2 separate regions of the Rattus norvegicus genome follow, and region 2 is linked to region 1. Evidence: chromatin contacts called from public Hi-C data. All regions are on one chromosome and are shown on one strand. The core of a region is the stretch at or near the end of the contact, and the rest is flanking DNA. Distances in the headings are between cores, read along the strand shown.

The links. A called contact is a pair of places that touch in the nucleus more often than the background predicts.
Region 2: a contact with region 1 is called in a Hi-C map of prefrontal cortex, with 2.0 times the contacts expected there. The contact joins the enhancer-like site here to the promoter of Prmt8 in region 1. A contact is called at or near these places in 3 of 12 Hi-C or Micro-C datasets (Schwann cells, frontal cortex and prefrontal cortex).

Annotation. Positions count from the first base shown.
Region 1 is chr4:162,300,391-162,306,414 of GRCr8, reverse strand. Prmt8 (protein arginine methyltransferase 8) reads left to right here and starts at 3,070. Exons shown (of 10, transcript NM_001271385.1): 1 at 3,070-3,144. The coding sequence starts at 3,070. It overlaps LOC102548836 (a long non-coding RNA gene), which reads left to right. Exons shown (of 3, transcript XR_353658.5): 3 at 1-1,959.
Region 2 is chr4:162,463,978-162,470,001 of GRCr8, reverse strand. Tspan11 (tetraspanin 11) reads right to left here. Exons shown (of 8, transcript NM_001024262.1): 3 at 5,981-6,024. Among named protein-coding and RNA genes, the nearest start is that of Tspan11, 42 kb to the right of the region's middle. Within about 2 kb of position 2,606, at least 18 of the 93 cell types and tissues checked have an H3K27ac peak or open chromatin away from gene starts, as enhancers often do. A contact at or near this core is called in Schwann cells and prefrontal cortex, where this site is marked.

The DNA of each region.
Region 1 (6,024 bases), core at 1,821-4,320:
CCGTCTTCTCACTTGCCACTGAACTCTCCCCAGAAGCCTTCCATTCTGTCCCAGTCAAGGTGACTGAAATTGAGAACCCACAGGAAGTCTGGTGTGTTCTGTTGCCTTACTATGCTCAGTTCCTAGAACAAGCGGGACCCTGAGAGATGCCCAGTGAGTATCACGTGGAGTAATTAAGATGATTAAGCTAACTCGATAAGAGAATATTCTGACACTCGGGCAAAAGAGACAGAAAAGGGCTGGCTTCCAAATAGTCCTACTATATGTTTTTCATTCACCATAGATTTTCACCGCCCTAGGAGGTGGGTGTTCATGTAATTCTTGTATGGGCATACGTGTCTCTCTCTCTCTCTCTCTCTCTCTCTCTCTCTCTCTCTCTCTGTGTGTGTGTGTGTGTGTGTGTGTGTGTGTGTGTGTGTGTGTGTGTGTGTGTAGGCCTAGGCCATCTCTCTACCTCTGATATTCAGGAGTACCAAACCACTCCAAACTCCACCTTTCAGTGATTTGTGAATTTGTAATTAGATGGATGCACAGCAGGGGCAGAATTTCCGTTCCAAGTGTTTTCCAGGAGGGGTGGAGCATCAACTGTGATAGGTCACCATGCTTTCCTCTGGTCACTGCAGAGCAACCCTAGTGGCCTAGATATTTCTGTGCCCCAGGCTGCCTTTGAGTTGGAATAGAAAACTCTTGCTGTAAAAACACAGCTCTCCAAGTCCCTTTCCCATTCCAACAGGAGCTGTGTCTGTACTTGGGGAGAAGCCAAGCACAGTAAAAGATTTCAACAGAGAACTGAGGAAACACCCCCACTGAGGTTCTCATAGCAACATAATCACGCACAACAGCAGCCTATTTCGGTGGGAGCCTGCTTCAGCTCCCCTCCTCCCCTGTTAGTCACAGAATGGATGAACAAGCAGAAGGAGTGTGGGGTGGGGACAGTGTTGGGTTGAAAGTCGGTTGGCTGGGGAGCTGTTTTCCTAAACTCCTGCAGCTTGTTGAGGGACCTTAGACAAATGTCCCCTTCTCTTTCATCTGGAGTCCTTACCTGTAAGAGGACTGGCCCAATGTGTGGGTGGGGATCTTGCTATTCTGGTCTTATTTGATTGCACAAGTACTAAGCCTCTTTTGATCCAGCATCTCAGAGTCTTCGTATCTGAGGGAAGATACTTACGGGGGAAAAAGAAGGTACCGAAGGGTAAAAGTCACTTTTTAGAGGCACTTATGTCCCCTACCCCATACAACGTGTGGCAGGATGGGAGTGAAGAAGGACCAGGCATTGCCAAGACTCTGCTCATTCACGCCCAACTCGAATTCAGGTCTGTGGACTGAGAAGGTTGAGGTGAATTTACTGGGATTATAGATGTGGTTAACCCAAGCTTCTTGCTACATTTTCTTTAATCCTTCTTATCTCCATCCTCTTCCTGTTTTTCACTCTTCACCTCTGCTCACCGCAGTGTCTCTTCTCTGTGCCTGAGAATCTTGGTCTAATAGAAGTATCTATCATGCCGAGCCGGGTTTTGGCCCTTTTCCTCAATGAACCTGGGTTAGTTGAGGACAGTCACTCGTACACTTCCTGGCTATCAAAGGTTATGATCAGACTAAACAGGGCATTTGGTTTAAATAACTCAAATAAGAACTGAGATGGAGGGGGCAGAATGCTCCCGGCACATCTGTGAGGACCCCGACCTTGACCCTGTGGGCCGGAAAGCCTGAAGGTTCAGCTTTCCCTGAGGTAGCCAGCTAAAGAGTCCTGAGTGAGGCCTCCCTCCCCCATTGTTCTATCCCTCAGTGCCTGACAGATGGCCCGAAAGAGAGAAAAAAGCTCTCAAAGTGAAGACAGGAATGCATTGTATAAAAATTCACACCCCCCGCTGCCGCCCAAACTCCCTTAAAAAAAGGAGCGAGAGAATCCTAATGGGTACGTGACATCCTCACAGCTCTCTCCCATAAAAGGGACTTCAGGAGAGGGTGAAGGTGGGGGAGGGGCTGCGGGGAGGGGGGAGAGAAACGTGTGGGCCCCGGGTGGGGGAGGGGCTGACAGGCAAGACGTGGGTAGGGGAGCTAGACCGCGGGCCCTTTTATTGATTTGTTCTTGTTTTCCCAAGCCACCTCGGGTGGCCACCTTCACTTCAACCCAGTCCTCCTGCGAGGGGTTTGAAGGCCTTCTGGTCTTGGGTCCTGAGGGTGAAGAAAAGCTAGATAGAGAGGGCCTAGAGTTGAAGGAGTTAAGGACTGTCCCCTCCCATTCAGACACCCACCCTTTTCACGCCCCAAACAGTGATCCGCTCAGGAAGGATCCAGGAATCGACGGGGGGGGGGCGGGGGGAGTAGACACTAGGTAACCGTGGCTGAGTCTTGTCCGGTGCTTGCCATCGTTAGAAGGACTTGTACTGGGCTGAGAATCTCCAGCAGCTTCGCGGACGCCTGCTTCCCGGAGCCTGGCGCGCGGCCCTGCAGCGTGCGCGCAGCCCTAGCCCCCGTGCCAGGTGTGCGCCGCGCCAGGAGCGCAGCCGAGCGCAGGCGGCCCCCAGACCCCGCGGTCCCGGGCACGGGGGCGGGCTGGGGGTCCCCGCCGTCAGCGCCCCGCCGCCGCTCGCTCCCGCGCACCTCCCACCCCGCCCCCACTCACCCGCTCAGCCCCCGGGAGCGTCGAGCAGGACGCGTGTTGCTTCGCCCAGAGATCGGCAGAAGTTGGGAGAGTTGGCGTCCGCCACCCGCCTGCCGGACTTCGGAGCTGCTGCCTCTGCCACCGGCGAGCCCGCGGGGCCGCCTCCCTCCCTCCCGCCCAGCCGGCCGCGCAGGGGAGAGGGGCGCGGAGGGGGTCGTGAGCGCGACCAGAACTTGCAAGTGTGCGAAGGGATGCGAGGCAGATGAAGAGCGAGGAAACGTGAACAAAGTGGCGACCGCAGGAGGGACTCCACAGAGCTCGATTGTCGCGGAGGACGCTCCGGCAGAGGGGCTGGCTGGGATTTTTGCCCCCCCTCCTCTTGCATTCTTAGGCTCTCTTTTAAAGCCACATCAGCCTTCTCTCGTTCTTTACTATCTCGAATCCCCAAACCCTTGTTGGCTCTTATGGGCATGAAACACTCCTCCCGCTGCCTGCTCCTCCGGAGGAAAATGGCGGAGAACGCAGTCGAAAGCACGGAGGTAAGGAGGCGACCGGGCCGGGGTTTTCGGCGACCCTGCCTCCTATCGGGACCCCTGTGAGCCGCCGCTGGTTGCTGCCACCACCACCTCCGTGGTGCCAAACTTTCCCCATCCCGCTTGTCCCTGCCGAGAGAGAGAGAGAGAGAGAGAGAGAGAGAGAGAGAGAGAGAGAGAGAGAGAGAAGTGTAGGAGTATGTGTGGGGGGCGACGGTGCACGTCTCAGCTCCTTTCCCTCTTGAAAATCTGAGTCGCTTTCAGCCCCATCACCCTCTCCTGCCACCCGCTGCTCCCTTTCTGTTCCCCTAAGTCCCAAACCTTGGGCAGTCCCGCTCCTCTGCCCCTGTGCACTGGATTCCGATAGTGATCCCGGATCCCGGCTTTACGCAGAGCTGGGGCGGGTTATATTAGGGCCAGGTCTGCTCCCTGCAGTGCATCGACTGTCTCCCACCGCTGCCTGGACTTTACCCTTCAAGCTCGAGGCGGTCCCCAAGCTACGGGTCCCTGCAACACCGTGGAGAGCTCCCGGCCTCAGGGGGCCAACCTGGTGGCAGTACTAAGCACCTGCACCTGACCTCCCCCGCAGTCCCCAGGCCATAGCGGGGCCGGACCCGAGGTCTGTAGTCCAAGGGTGCTGAAGGCGCCACGGGAGAGCGGAACCCTGGGAGGGCGCAGGGACCACGGCCCCATTCAGCACCAGGGACAGCGCCCGCGCCTGCCGCAGCCGAGCCTACACAGGCGGAGGGGGATGCATGCCCGGGGCTGCAGCGCGAAACGGGTCTGCGGTCACTTGTCCCGCAGCAGCTTTTAAGGAGGCCGCTCTAGGTCCGCAAATGATACTCTTGCCCTCCGTCTTCCGCAGCCCTTACGGCCGCCCCATATCTGCCCTTTCTCTTCTCCGGAGTTGGCCCTGAGCTGCAGAGAGCCCAGCGGGTCTTTGCGTCCCGAGCAAGTGTGTTCTTTCGCCTCGCTCTGACCCCGCTGTCATCACAATGGGATTGTTCCTTGGCTTTGGGCACCTGTAGTCATGAAGGGATCGGCGTGGGCAGCCCCCTTACCTTCACAGAGGAACTGTGCGCCGAGGTGGGGGCGGAGTGGGGTGTGTGTGATCATCCCTTATTCGGTGGCAGGAAAAAGACACAGAGCAAACTCCAGGGCTCTATTAATAGTCCAGTGTCTGGTGGGGCTGCCGTACATTTCACATACGGTAACCCATATGCAGCGTGGGGCGGGGATGGGGGTGTGGCGCGGAGACTGTCCAGGCCTTTTGGGAATGCAAAAACAACGTGAAGACCCTTCCTGGCTTTCTTTCCTAGAGGTCACAACTCATCCCCCACCCCACCGTATAGGCAGCAAAGCTAAAGAACCCCCATTCCCTGGGCACTAGAGGCAGCATGCTTCTGGCAACTGTCGATTTTGAAACAAACACGATCTGGGGTTTGAAGGCGCCGGGCATACAGCAGCTAATGTCTTCTCCTTGAGTTAGGGCAAAGATATCCTGCATGTCGTTCCTCAACCGAACCTGAGAGCAGAGTCTTTGAAACCGAGTATAGCACCAGACGCTCAGCATTCCCCTCCCCCTCAGCCCTCTGATCGCCCACCCGCCGAACAGGTTTCTAAAAATAGCTTGGAGTCTCAAGGCCGCTCACTGGTGAAGTGTTGGGCCAGCCAGCTCGTAGCAGTCCCTGCAGCCCCGTAACTATAGCTCTCCCCTGTTGTTTCCCTATCCCACCTCATCTTTACTTGTCTTAAAAAATATATATATAAAAATAAAAAGTTTTCCTGGGTCCTAGTCCACCACCACCTGGGCTGGCGCGTGGGGGTCTAGTGCGGACCCAGGCCACGTTCCGCAGTGTGCAGTGGCGGCTGCGGCTCCCTCCACCTCGGTGAGGGTTAAAGGCGTCCGGAGCAGGCAGAGCGACGCGCGACAGGCTATTTTTACTTGCTTCCCCCGCTGCTCTGCGCTCCCCCTTCTCAGCAGTCGCACATGCCAGCTCTGCTCAAGGCATCAATGAAAACAGCGGTAGAGGCGGCGGTGGCAGGGGTGGGGGTGGGGGGGGGAACGACGACGTCGCAGAGAGAGAGAGAGAGAGAGAGAGAGAGAGAGAGAGAGAGAGAGAGAGAGAGAGAGAGAGACCCAGCTGTCCTCCTGGATGACAATGAATCAAAGTGGGACAGAGGAGACTCAGCTTTCAGCAACTTCCTTGGAGAAAGGATGGTACACAGACTTGGTCAAACGTGCCCAGTGAGGCATACAGGCCTCGTGACTACTGCTTGGTTTTCCTCCAGGAACGGGCTGTTTTTGGAATAAGCTAAGAGCAAAGCAGTGCTTCCAAAGTGGGCTATTGAGGGGGTGCATTGCCTGCACATCTTGGGGTGGCGAGAGCACACTTGTGGATGTGTGGAGTGTAGCGGGGGATGACAATGGTTCCTGTCCGGTCTCCAGCAGGTACACACTCTGTACCAGGGAAAAGTAGGTTCCTAAGACCCCAGTGCCTGGTTTTTGCCTTCAGAGAATTCACAAACCGGTGAGCACAGGCTGGAGAGCCTGGTTGCATCTTTCCCTGCTTCCTGCAGGTGTGTTAGCACACTCCTTGTGTTCTGCACTCATGCTAAGGCTGTGAGAGAAGCGAAGGAAGGTTAGTATTTGAGACCACAGAGAAGCCTGAGGTGAGGCAGCGACTACAGCCGGTTGCTGGGTTAAGTGGGGCTTGGAATACCGATTGCCCTTGCTTTCAATTCATTGCTCTTTGCCCCACTCTTGCTATTTCTAGCAAGATGCCATGAGTGAATGGGAGTGTATGGGAGTGGGAGGAGACAGTTACTTTGGAAGGGAGAGGCAGTGGGGAGGGAGGCAGAGAGGATGGCAGTCATTAGGCAGGG
Region 2 (6,024 bases), core at 1,357-3,856, 160 kb before region 1:
CTAAGAAGGAGACAGTCTTTGGGGACAGGAATAGCTCATCCTTGTGGACGCTGTAGCAGCGATCAGCTTGCTATAAGAACCAAGAAGGGAAAAGGGATGGACTTTAAATTATTCACATCAGGTCTTCTATTTTAGCTGAGAGAGAGAGAGAGAGAGAGAGAGAGAGAGAGAGAGAGAGAGAGAGAATGAATTCAGGCCATCTGAGCCGAAGGCTGATGATGACCAGGACCCATGCCACCCAGATCAAAGGAGGGGCCTATTTTTAGAATTTGGAATGTGGGCCCTGCAAACTTTTATATCTTCAGCCAAATGAAGATCGTGATGGATGGCTCAGACTAAACTGGGTCTTTGTCAGGAGCTTTTTTTACTTTTAAGGAGGGGATGGGTGAAAAAAGTAAGTTCTAGAACCCAGTTTCTGGAAACCAGGGACCCTGAATCACAACGTTTCCATCTGGTCTTCTGAGGTTTTGTTAGCTAGGAGGGCAAAGACTAGAACTCACAGCAGATATATCTGGACTGGTACTCACAAGCAGGTTTGGTTTTTTGTTTGTTTGTTTGCTTTTGTTTTGCTTTCACAGTCTGCCCAGCTTGCTGTGCAACCTCCAGTTTGGGTGAGTGACCCAGCCTCTCCTAGGCACTGTAGTAACTCCATTGCTACAGACGACGCAGTGTGGGGATAATGAGGAAGCCACGTTATATAAAGATCATAAAAGCATAGCTCTAATCAACACATCATAGCACAACTCCTTTGAGAAGGGACCTAAATTAGCAGTTATTTTTAGGGCGCTGCTCCCAACGTGCCCACAGCCTGGGTGAGGACACATCCCCCTTAGAAGTTGCCACAGTGAGTTCAGAGGACACCAGGATCTACCCCCTACAGCCCAACTGTGCCCTCCCCTGTGATTTACTGACTTGCCTTGCTCTGCCTGTCACTCAGCCAGAGTGGTCCTCTGTGCTGATCTGTTTGGTGGCACTTAAATCTTTGAAACAGACCCAGGAAGTCCCAGAGGGTCAGATCTTACAGCCACGGCTCTGGGAGCCTGCAACTCTCTTCCAATAGAACTGGAGAACATCTTTCCACTCCCAGGTCAGCACCAATGTCCCAAGAACAGACCTTGCAGTGGCTGCACAGAGACCCAGAGTCACACAACTGGCTCTGCTGGGCTCACTGAGAAAGGACTTCAATTGAAATGAGCTCAGATTCCAATGGAGGAAAACCCAGTGACCTGCAGAAATGAACCGTCCTCCTCTCACACCCAGCACACTTTCCTGTCAGCCCCTTCCCAAGGGCATTACTCTCTCTCCATTCTTTCTTAGCCAGAGCTGGACCACAAAGCCTGATGAAGTCACAACTCTGGGGCAGGGTCTTATCTACCTTACACACTGACTGTTTTCTATACCTTTGATTCCCCTAGCAGGGCACAGGCTAGTGTCTTTTTCCAAACGAAATGCCAAGAATGTAGGGCGATTTCTGGTAACTTGTTCCCCGATTCACTCCAAAGTAGAAATATTGGCCATGTAACACAAGGACTGCCAGGGTGACAGCACGCGTTTAGGAAGGGTGGCTCTGTAACATGGGAGTGGGTAATCCCTGAAGGGGGCCCTTACACCCCACACCCCAGGTGGAGCACAGAGAAAGTTCTAGAATATACTGAAAAACATTCAGAATGTGTGTGTATGTGTGTGTGCACACACACACACACGCGCGCGCACACATGCATATACTTGTGCAAGTGCACATACACACATGTAGTCATAGGTGGACCAACAGCCTGCCCTATCTTTTTTTTTTTTTCCTGGAGCTGAGGACCGAAACCCAGGGCCTTGCGCTTGCTAGGCAAGCGCTCTACCACTGAGCTAAATCCCCAGCCCCAGCCTGCCCTATCTTGTATCTCTATCTAAGAGCATACTTGGAGATCATACACTACCCTTACTTCTACGTAACTTTCTGGGCAAATTCTAGACCTGACTGTTGAACCATGGAGCTCCTGCCTTGAGGGGAAGTGGGCTGTAGAGGGGAGTCCTGCATCCTGGGTTCAGCCACTCTGTATCTTTGGGTCTTAACGCCTCAGCTGTAAAAAAGAGTGAATCTTGCCCCTCTGGGGACAGGAGGTATACTAGGTCAGATCATAGGAGATGGACCATTTGCTCCTTCCTACAGGAGTTCGTTGTATTTTTCCACTGCCTCAACACCCTCACAGGTTGTGAGCACTGAAGTAACTAGTAACCAGGAGGACCAGGCAGCTAAGACTAGACCCTATCATAATTTCCCTTCCCAATCTCCTTTGGCTCTGACCTGCTAACACTCAAAGGCAACTCTGGTCTCTCTCTCTCTCTCTCTCTCTCTCTCTCTCTCTCTCTCTCTCTCTCTCTCTCTTTCTCTCTCTCCTTTCCTGACAATGTGATTGCTTTCTGCCTCCTATCTGCTTGGCTAAACCTGCTCCCTGGTGCTCCTCCCAGTGACCCCTCTCGGCACCTGTACCTGCTCCCCAGCTCCTGTCAAGTGCACATCAGGAGCCTGAGAAGCTCTGTGGGCATGTGAGGCCTGAGTGAGTGAGCAGGCACCAGGGCTGAGAGCACAGAGGATGGGCAGATGGCAGTGCCTTCGCAGGGTTGGTGGAGTGTGAGAAGCAGCCGGCGCGGTGCTCAGCGAACAGTGGCCATCTGTGTCGTCAGCAAGCTGTGCCTAGTCAGCAGAGGCTGCTTCCTGAAGCTGCTGGGGACACCTCACCCCCTAGATGGTGGCTGAGTCAGAAGCTGGGTCCTTAAGGGACAGTGTCTGCATTCTTTCTCAGGCTGTCAGGAGGGAGCCCTGGTCTCCCCAGCAGATGGCTCCTCCTCTACCTCATGTTCCCTGAGATGCCCTGTAAGGCAGTCCATGGTAGGAAGGAAGGAAGCACAGGACTCAGACGCCTGCCTTTCTGGGACAGGCTCTAGGGACAGGGACAACAGCTCATCTAGAATCTCAGGCCTCTCAAAGTACAGCAGGACACGGACCCAGGGACTGAGCCTCCCAAGGAAAGATCTTTCTCTGGACCTGATAATCGCATCTCCCTGAGACTCAGTCCCCACGAGGGCTGGTCGCTGAAGCGTAGGACAGTCCTCTGCTTGAATTCTTATGACCCAGTGTCTTCCTCCAGCAGAGTGGTCAGATCTGGGACATGCCAAAGTCTCTCAGGGACCTTAGGTGGCCAACTCTTCACCATCTGTTGGAGAAAGACTTGGCTTTCTACATCCATGGAGTCAACCAGCCTTGGGTGCATGTGGAGGAGACAGGGTCTGCTACACTTAGTGTGTACAGAATGTCACCATTAGTCCTTTAATGATAAGGCACAATTATTTGTGTGGCACTTGCATTGTATTTGGTATAATAAGTAGCTGTCTTAGTCAGGGTTCCTATTCCTGCACAAAACATCATGACCAAGAAGCAAGTTGGAGAGGAAAGGGTTTATTTAGTTTACACTGCCACATTCTTGTTCATCACTAAAGGAAGTCAAGACTGGAACTCAAGCAGGTCAGGAAGTAGGAGCTGATGCAGAGGCCATGGACGGATGTTTCTTACTGCCTTGCTTCCCCTGGCTTGCTCAGCTTGCTTTCTTATAGAACCCAAGACCACCAGCCCAGGGATAGCATCACCCATAATGGGCCCTCCCACCCTTGATCTCAAGTAGTGACTTGAGAAAATGCCTTACAGCTGGGTCTCATGGAGGCATTTCCTCAAGGGAGGTTCCTTTCTCTGTGATAACTTCAGTTTGTGTCAGGTTGACACACAAAACCAGCCAGGACAGGAGCTAAAGATTTTTAAAGAGTATGGATATGGAATGTATATGAATATCACACCATTCTATATAAGGCACTTGACTATAAGGCTTTAGGTGTAGGTGTGTGTGTGTGTGTGTGTGTGTGTGTGTGTGTGTGTGTGTGTGTGCTGTTCCAAGAGCCAGTTCATATGGGCTTCAAGGAATGACCATGCTCTTGCCATGTGAGGGATGACCAGCAGACTGTGTCTGCTCTCACTACCCTTGCTCCACTCTGGAAGGTACCTCCTAGTACACCTCCTGAAGAACTTTAGCCTACATATCAGCATGTACCCTGCCAGCACCCTGGGTCGAAGCTCTTCCCCAGAGTCAAATGAAGGAATTCTTCAAAACGGGAGCACCATCCAGCTGGGTCTGCATAGAGCGGCTTTTATATCCAGGCCAAAAACTAGGTCGCTGCTTTGAGAGCTGCTGCAGGGGCCAGGCCTCAGGTTTCCCGCTGCAAGCCCTGCCTTCCACTCCCTAGGATGAGTGCAAGACAGAACTGCACAGTCTATGGTCTATGGTGGGTGGTGGGGCTGGGATGCAGAGTGGGTACAGGTAACTCAAGAGCCCTTTGGAGCTTCTTCCCACTGCCTGCTTTCGTTCAGGCTCAGCCTGATTTCTCTTTGAAAGTTGGATCTATTCTGCAGCTTAGGTTTCCTGACAAAGCCCAAGCTGCCCCCCCCCCCAGTTTTCTCTGCTGTTTCTTCTCTTCTGAACATTAGGCTTAGTCTGGGGTGGGGACAGAGGCTAGAGTCAGTCACAGACAAAGGGTGTCAGAGAACTGGGTTTGTAGAACCTGAGGTGTTCTCAGCCTCGGGGTCCCTGCTGGCTCCTCCCTGGCCTCTTTCCTGGCCCTGCATAGATGCTATGGGTGTTTCCCCAGACCCCCAGGAAGAAGCTGCCATGAAGGCTGTGGTGCCTACAAATGCTAGCCATGGAATATGCTTTACAAATGATCAAGTCAGTTAAGCCTGACTGTCCTTCCCACGGCACTGCCATAAGGACCTATTAAGCAACACATGGGGGGGGTATATCCAAGAAGAAGAAGAAGTAGGAGGAGGAGGAGGAGGAGGAGGAGGGGGAGGAGGAGGAGGAGGAAGAGGAGAAAGAGGAGGAGGAGGAGGAGGAGGAGGAGGAGGAGGAGGAGAAGAAGAAGAAGAAGAAGAAGAAGAAGAAGAAGAAGAAGAAGAAGAAGAAGAAGAAGAAGAAGCAGCAGCAGCTAGAAATCTATAGAACCAAAACTCAATCTTTAAACAAGTAGAGTAGGGTGACCACCCTCAGAGATAGAAGACAGCAGAGACAAATCAGCTGATTTAACACCTGGGCTCAATTAAACAAACAAAAAGAAACAACACATCTTGGATCAGCTGGGGAAATCAGAAGCCACCTCATTATTTTGTAATATTAAGAACTGAATATTGATTGATTTTAGCCATGACAAAGGACCCTTAGGGTCAAGAGACATATGAAACACAGCTGACGTAGTGTCTGGGGCTGCTCTACAACAGAGAGCAAGACATTGGGAGGCTGTGTCCCAGGCGAGGGTGACCAGGAAAGAGCAGAAGAAGAAAGGGGAAGATTAGGGGAGGAAGAGGAGGTGTAAAATGAAGGAAGAATTGGAAGAAGAGAGGAAAGAAAAGGAGAGGAAGAAGAGGAGGAAGAGGAAGAGGAAGAAGATGAGGAAGAGGAGGAAGAAGAGGAAGAGGAGGAAGAAGAGGGGGAAGAGGAGGAAGAAGAGGAAGAAGAGGATGAAAAGGAAGAAGAGGGGGAAGAAGAGGAAGAAGAAGAGGGGGAAGAGGAGGAAGAAGAGGAAGAAGAGGAAGAAGAAGAGGGGGAAGAGGAGGGGGAAGAGGAGGGGGAAGAGGGGGAAGAGGAGGAAGAAGAGGGGGAAGAGGGGGAAGAAGAGGGAGAGGAAGAAGAGGAAAAGGACAAAGAGGATGAAAAGGAAGAAGAGGGGGAAGAGGAGGAAGAAGAGGAAGAGGAAGAAGAGGAAGAAGAAGCAGAACCATCTCAGACATCACAGAAGCCACTCTGCTCTGGCTCCTTAGTGTCCTCAGTGCCCTGGGGAGCATGTGTGGTGTCCTTCCCTGCCCCCACCTAGCACAAGCACACACTTTCCATGGAAGGACACTCATTGTGGAAAGACAGCTTCCACACAGGGACAGGAGATCACTCACTGTGGAGAGACAGCTCTTCTGCTCCCGGATGATGGCCCCGAAGC